Linked DNA regions of Ovis aries: region 1 is linked to region 2. Evidence: chromatin contacts called from public Hi-C data. All regions are on one chromosome and are shown on one strand. Each heading gives the region's core, a stretch centred on a gene start, on an enhancer-like site or on the middle of the called end of the contact. The rest is flanking DNA. Distances are from core to core; before and after follow the strand shown. Region 1 holds the start of CD58 (CD58 molecule). Region 2 overlaps CD58 (CD58 molecule).

Region 1 (2,729 bases), core at 206-2,705, 66 kb after region 2:
CCATGGGGCCTCAAGATCCCACGGGCACACCGACTCTCCAGTGACACTGATGGCTCCCTACTGCCAAAGTTTTCCCTCTACATTCTCCTCCTCTTTCTTTCTTGATCTCCTCCTCCTGGCACCTTTTCCCACATCATGGCATGATACCACCTGTCCTCCGAGGCTAGGTTCACACACCCTCCCTTCCAGGAAGTTTTTCCTTCACGAAAGATATTTGATTTCACCAAAGATGTGGCTCTCTTCCCTCTGCACACCCGCAGCACTTTATATTTACCTCTTACAACATTTACTTCTGTGCCTTACACTGTAGGTACTTTTGAGCACATGTCGACCCCCACCCACCACGACGACCCCCACCCAGGCTGTATTCCATAGACGCATGCCTCCACAGGCACTCAACACACTCTGAACGCAAAGTGGAGAGGAAAGGCTGATCAGATGTGTGTGCTAAAGGGCCAGCAGGGGGATTTTCCCAGTACTAATTAAGGGGGCTGTTACTATGCTCCAGGGGTTTGGCTATGACTTAACTACGAGCCTGTGTGGGAAGAGGTTGATGATGTGGGTGAGGAGGTAAAAAAATGGAGACAAAGATACCTATCTTATGGGGCTGTTGTGACAATTTAACTGAAGAAGTGTGAAAAGGAGGAACACAGTCCTAGACACTCACACATTCCTCCTTTTCTGTTCCGAAGGGAGGGGAAAGCAGCACCAGCCACACTACTTAGAAACTCCGAATCGAGGCCCACTCGTTCCTGTTGCGAGGCGATTCTGAACCACCGCCATCAGCCCAGGGCGCGGCCGCGGGACAGGCGCGGTTGCACTTGGCTTTGGCCGCGGGGCGCCCATCCCAGCGCAGAAGCCGGCGCGCGCGCACACAGCGCGATCCACTGCCAGTGGGGAGGCCCGCCCCGGACAAGCTCGAGGGCTGCGGAAGCAGTAAAAAAAAAAAGATCTGCTCAAGTTCTGGACGATGGCGTCTCGGGAAGTGGTAACTTAGTCACTGGGGTCGCGCAGAAAAGGCACCCCTTCCAGAAAAACACGGGGTGGAAGACAAGCGGGGTTCGGGGATCGTGGGAGTTAAGAAGGACTCCCAAAGGGAGGGAAGAGCGCAGGGAAGGAGAACGAGCCGGAGTCTGGTTTCTTTTTCCCAGACCTCAGAGCCTGAGGAGCAAGTTTCTTACTGACCACCCTATGGTGATTTGTGGATGACACGACCAGGTCCCGCGCGCGTGCCCCCCGCCACCTTCGCCACCCGAACTTGCAGCCGCCTTGGGCCGCGCCCGTCCACCGGGCCCGGAGCCCGGGGGCCACTGACACCTCGCGCTACCGGTCCCTGTGGGCTCCCGGAGGAGGCCTCCACTCACCCAATTTGAGGAACAGGCAGACCAGTCCAAGGGCCCCCAGGGCACACCCAGGGGCACTCCCTGCGGCCATGGCGGTCCAGGCAGTTTCTGCTAATGGGTCGCAGCCGCACAACTCGGCCTGGGCCTGCCGGAGAGCCAGCCCCACTGCGCTCCCCGCCCCGCGCCCCGCCTCGCGCGCCCCGCCTCCCCCGCGGCGGGCTGGCACCGGATGCAGTCTGGGCGCCGGCCCTTTCCTCTTTTCCCGGACTAAGTTCGGGTCCCAGTCGTTCCTGCCATTCCGCAGCCACCCGCTTTGCTCTGTGGAGCTCTTTAGCAAAAGTGGCGTGCGTTTTTACAACCAGGTTTATCCTCGTTCCTCTCGCACTTTTCCTTGGCATTAGGAACGCGATGGAGGCGCCCCCGCAGCTGGAGGTATCGGACTGTCGGTCCCCGAAAGCTGCGTCCCACTGGGCGGGAGGTGACAGGAGAACTCCGGTGGGACACGGAGGTTCCGAAGCGCTTTATTCTTCCAGCGCTTTCCAGCAGCTGCAGCAGCGCGGAAGTTTTGCCTGCAGGTTAAGACGATGAAGAACTTGCCCACAATGCCGGAGACCCGAGTTCAATCCCTGGGTCGGGAAAATTTCCCTGGAGAAGGGAACGGCAACCCGCTCCAGTATTCTCGCCTGGAGAACCCCATGGACAGAGGAACCTGGCGGGCTACAGTCCATGAGGTCGCAAAGAGTCGGGCACGACTGAGCGAGTAGCACACATGCCCCATTGATGACTCTAGATAAAACAGCCTCTTTGAAGCACTCTTTCCTCAAATACTCGGAGAAGGCAATCAAATACTAAAACGAAAGGAAATGGGACATGCTAGACAACTGCTAGAATGTGTACAGTTCCCTGGTGCAGCCCCAACCTCCCCACCCCTCTCAAGTGCCTACCTTTCCTCATTGCAGGGCAGTCATCTTTTCCTTAAGACTGACTCCCACCCCAGCACTCCCCTACTCAGAGCTGGGATTTCCAGCCTCGGGTTTCTCCCTTCTCCATTTGCTCTGTTTCACTCTTCCTCCTAACCCTCAGGCTGAGGAGTCAGACCTGTTCACTCCCTCAGTGTTTGGCCTCCCCAAATCTCTGTCCCTCGAGCTGCAGTAGGGACTTGAAATCTCTATCTTATTGACTAGTCCTCTTGCCTCAAATCCACCTGCTCCCAGGCTCAGTTACTACTGTATTCCCAGAACCAGCTCCTGGCATGGGCTTCCCTGACAGCTCCTTTTCTTTCAGACAGAAGCACCAGAGTGACCTCTGCTCAGCCACTGAGGCTCAGGGAACTCTTCCTTACTATGTGGGCAGGAAACTCCTCCCATGAACTGGACTCATGAACTG
Region 2 (2,700 bases), core at 91-2,590:
CTTAGAAATATAAAAACCATTCTTAGTTCACAGCCCTCACAAAATACAGACTGTAAAGCTGGGCAAGGTACAGCCCTTGAGCCAAATGCAGCCCCCTACCTGCTTTTGTGAAATGAGGTTCTACGGGAACATAGCCACACTGGTCTATGTGGCCGCTCTCAGACTGTAGTAGCAGAATCGGGCAGTTGCAACAGAGTATAACTTTCCTGGTGACTCAATGGTAAAAAATCCTCCTGCCAATGCAGGAGATATGGGTTCAGTCCCTGGGTTGGGAAGATCCTCTGGAGAAGGAAATGGCAACCCACTCCAGTATTCTTGCCTGGAGAATCCCATGGACAGAGGAGCCTGGGGGCTACAGTCCGTGGGGTCTCAAAGGGTCAGACACGACTGAGCACACACACATACAACGAGAAGGCTGACAAAGCCTGAAATCGTTACTATCTGATCTTTTATAGAAGACATTTGCCAAGACCTGCTTCAGAGTGCTCATATAAATGACTCATAGGTATTCCAGCTTTTAAAGTACTTCACACACATTCCTACTTCTTACTGGAAACATTTTTTGACATTAGTAATTGTTCCATTTTACAGATGAGGAAACTGAGGACTAGAAAGGTTAAGGCTTGCCCAAGGTCACACTGCTCATGGGGATTTTGGACCAGACGAAGCTGCTCTGGAAAGAGCAATCTCTGAAGCCTGGAGTCTACCTTTTGATCTGCTCCATCAGGGAAGGAGGCAGTAAGCAGGTCCCTGGGTGCAGCCTCAGAGAGAGACACCAGGCATGGAAAGCAGCCGGGCTGGCCTGCACAGGCACTTCCAAGAGTCTCGTGAAATGAGCAGGGACTTCCTGGTGGTCCAGGGGTTAAGCATCTGCCTTACAATGCAGGGGACACAGGTTTGATCCCTGCTCTGGGAACGAAGATCCCACTTGCCATGGAGCAGCTAAGCCTGCAAATGCTGTGACTACTGAACCTCGGTGCTCCAGAGGCCCTGTGCACAGCTAGAGAGCCCGTGCTCTGCAAGGAAAGACCCTGAGTGCCACATTAATGAACAGAAAAAGTCCTCAACGTAAGTCCGTTTTGTGCAAGTCCTCTGCACAAAAAGTGCCGAGAATATCTTCAAAGGCTGTCTGTGTACAGGGAAGGCTACTGGCTGACTGGCTGGCAGGAAAGCAGCCCTTTCAAATCCACATTTGGCTTCTGTAAATAGTTAACAGGCAGTCACATCACTGTCAAGAGCAGGGAGCCGCAGCAATCCTCTCACAGAGTTCTGGAGAGGGCCTTGCACCCCACAGCCTCCCAGGACTGCTACTTCCCACAGAACTAAAGATGGCAACGCCATCACTGGCGTGAGAGAGACTCTCAGTGGACACTGGTGGCATTGCCACCCCTAAGAATCATTTCAGAAACACCCTCAGGTTCCTAGGAGCTCACTTCCTGGGCTGGGAGTATAAAGGGCTGGTGTCATCTTGGAGTAATCGTCCCAGTACACTCACTCACGTGAAACTAAATGATTGTTGTCCTACTCCAAACCCTCCCTGAGGAAGGCTGGTGTGTGCATGCTCACAATGCTGCCATTTCATAGAACGCATTAGGAGTGCTTCCTTAAAGACTTTGTGACCTTTCCTGCACCTTTGTCTTATCCATAGGGTGTGTCTGACTCCTGAAAACAGTTAGCCTTTGTGAAGCTTTGTTTGCATTTCCTTCCATCCAGCTTTGCTCCAGGACCTGTTTAGTGTGTCTCATGGAGTTGTTAGTTTTGGCTGTTGCCCTTGTTTATGGGTTTTTTTTTTTTTTAATTGGAATTAAACACCACAATTATAAATTAGGATCCCCAATATTTCTAGAAAAGTCAGACAACACTGGTTCTAAGTGTTGAAGTCAGTGGTGGAAACTAGGGAGCTGCTGCCCCTAGAAGGATTCTCCTGTTTGCCGCAGTCCTCACTGCTCCCTGTTGCCTCTTAGACACATGTGAGTACCATGACCCTCTCCTGCAGAGCACTCATTCCTCAGGGATGGAATTCCACATGTATTGATTTAACATACTCCTCAGAGGATGAGTTCAATGATGCCATCGTGGAGATATTTTAGTTTTCTATTCATTTTTAAAATCCTACTGCCTAGGTGCCTTAATTCATATTTGCTGAAGGAAAGCGGTGGCCAGAGGAGGAGGGAAGGGAAGAATTACTGATGACTTTCTGCAGCTGAAACAGAGAGAACTTAAATGACTTGCTCAGATTCGCAGAGCTAGCTAGTGACACAGCAGAAAGTCGGGCCCAAATTTCAAAGGCACATTTCTACTCCACTTTATCATTCTCTGTTCTGGTGCCTCTGCGGGCCCCTTTGGACTGTGAAGAAGAATTGCACCCTGAAAATTGTTATGGCTTTGGAGGCATGCCCGGCCTGGCACCTGAGAGCTGGTGTACTGGAACTGGGCTGCAGCTGGGTCCCTCTGCCACATGCAGGGGCAGCGCAGCCCTCTGCGCCCCCTCCATGTGGGCTCCTGGGGCACCATGGCCACACTTAGTGGACACGTAAGACCTGGGATCATCAATCTGTTGGAAGAAGAAATGTGACCATCTGCCACGTTCTTGGGATTCCCAGGCGACTCAGGCAGTAAAGAATCTGCCTGCAATTTAGGAGACCCGGGTTTGATCCCTGGGTCAGGAAGACACCCTGGAGAAGGAAATGGCAACCCACT

What was found. A called contact is a pair of places that touch in the nucleus more often than the background predicts.
Region 1: a contact with region 2 is called in a Hi-C map of hypothalamus, with 2.3 times the contacts expected there. The contact joins the promoter of CD58 here to the enhancer-like site in region 2. A contact is called at or near these places in 4 of 16 Hi-C or Micro-C datasets (blood, hypothalamus, omental adipose tissue and 1 more).

The regions. Positions count from the first base shown.
Region 1 is chr1:93,937,125-93,939,853 of ARS-UI_Ramb_v3.0, forward strand. CD58 (CD58 molecule) reads right to left here and starts at 1,456. Exons shown (of 7, transcript XR_009597210.1): 1 at 1,365-1,456.
Region 2 is chr1:93,871,706-93,874,405 of ARS-UI_Ramb_v3.0, forward strand. CD58 (CD58 molecule) reads right to left here. Exons shown (of 7, transcript XR_009597210.1): 6 at 100-2,700. Among named protein-coding and RNA genes, the nearest start is that of CD58, 66 kb to the right of the region's middle. Within about 2 kb of position 1,341, at least 16 of the 54 cell types and tissues checked have an H3K27ac peak or open chromatin away from gene starts, as enhancers often do. A contact at or near this core is called in hypothalamus, where this site is marked.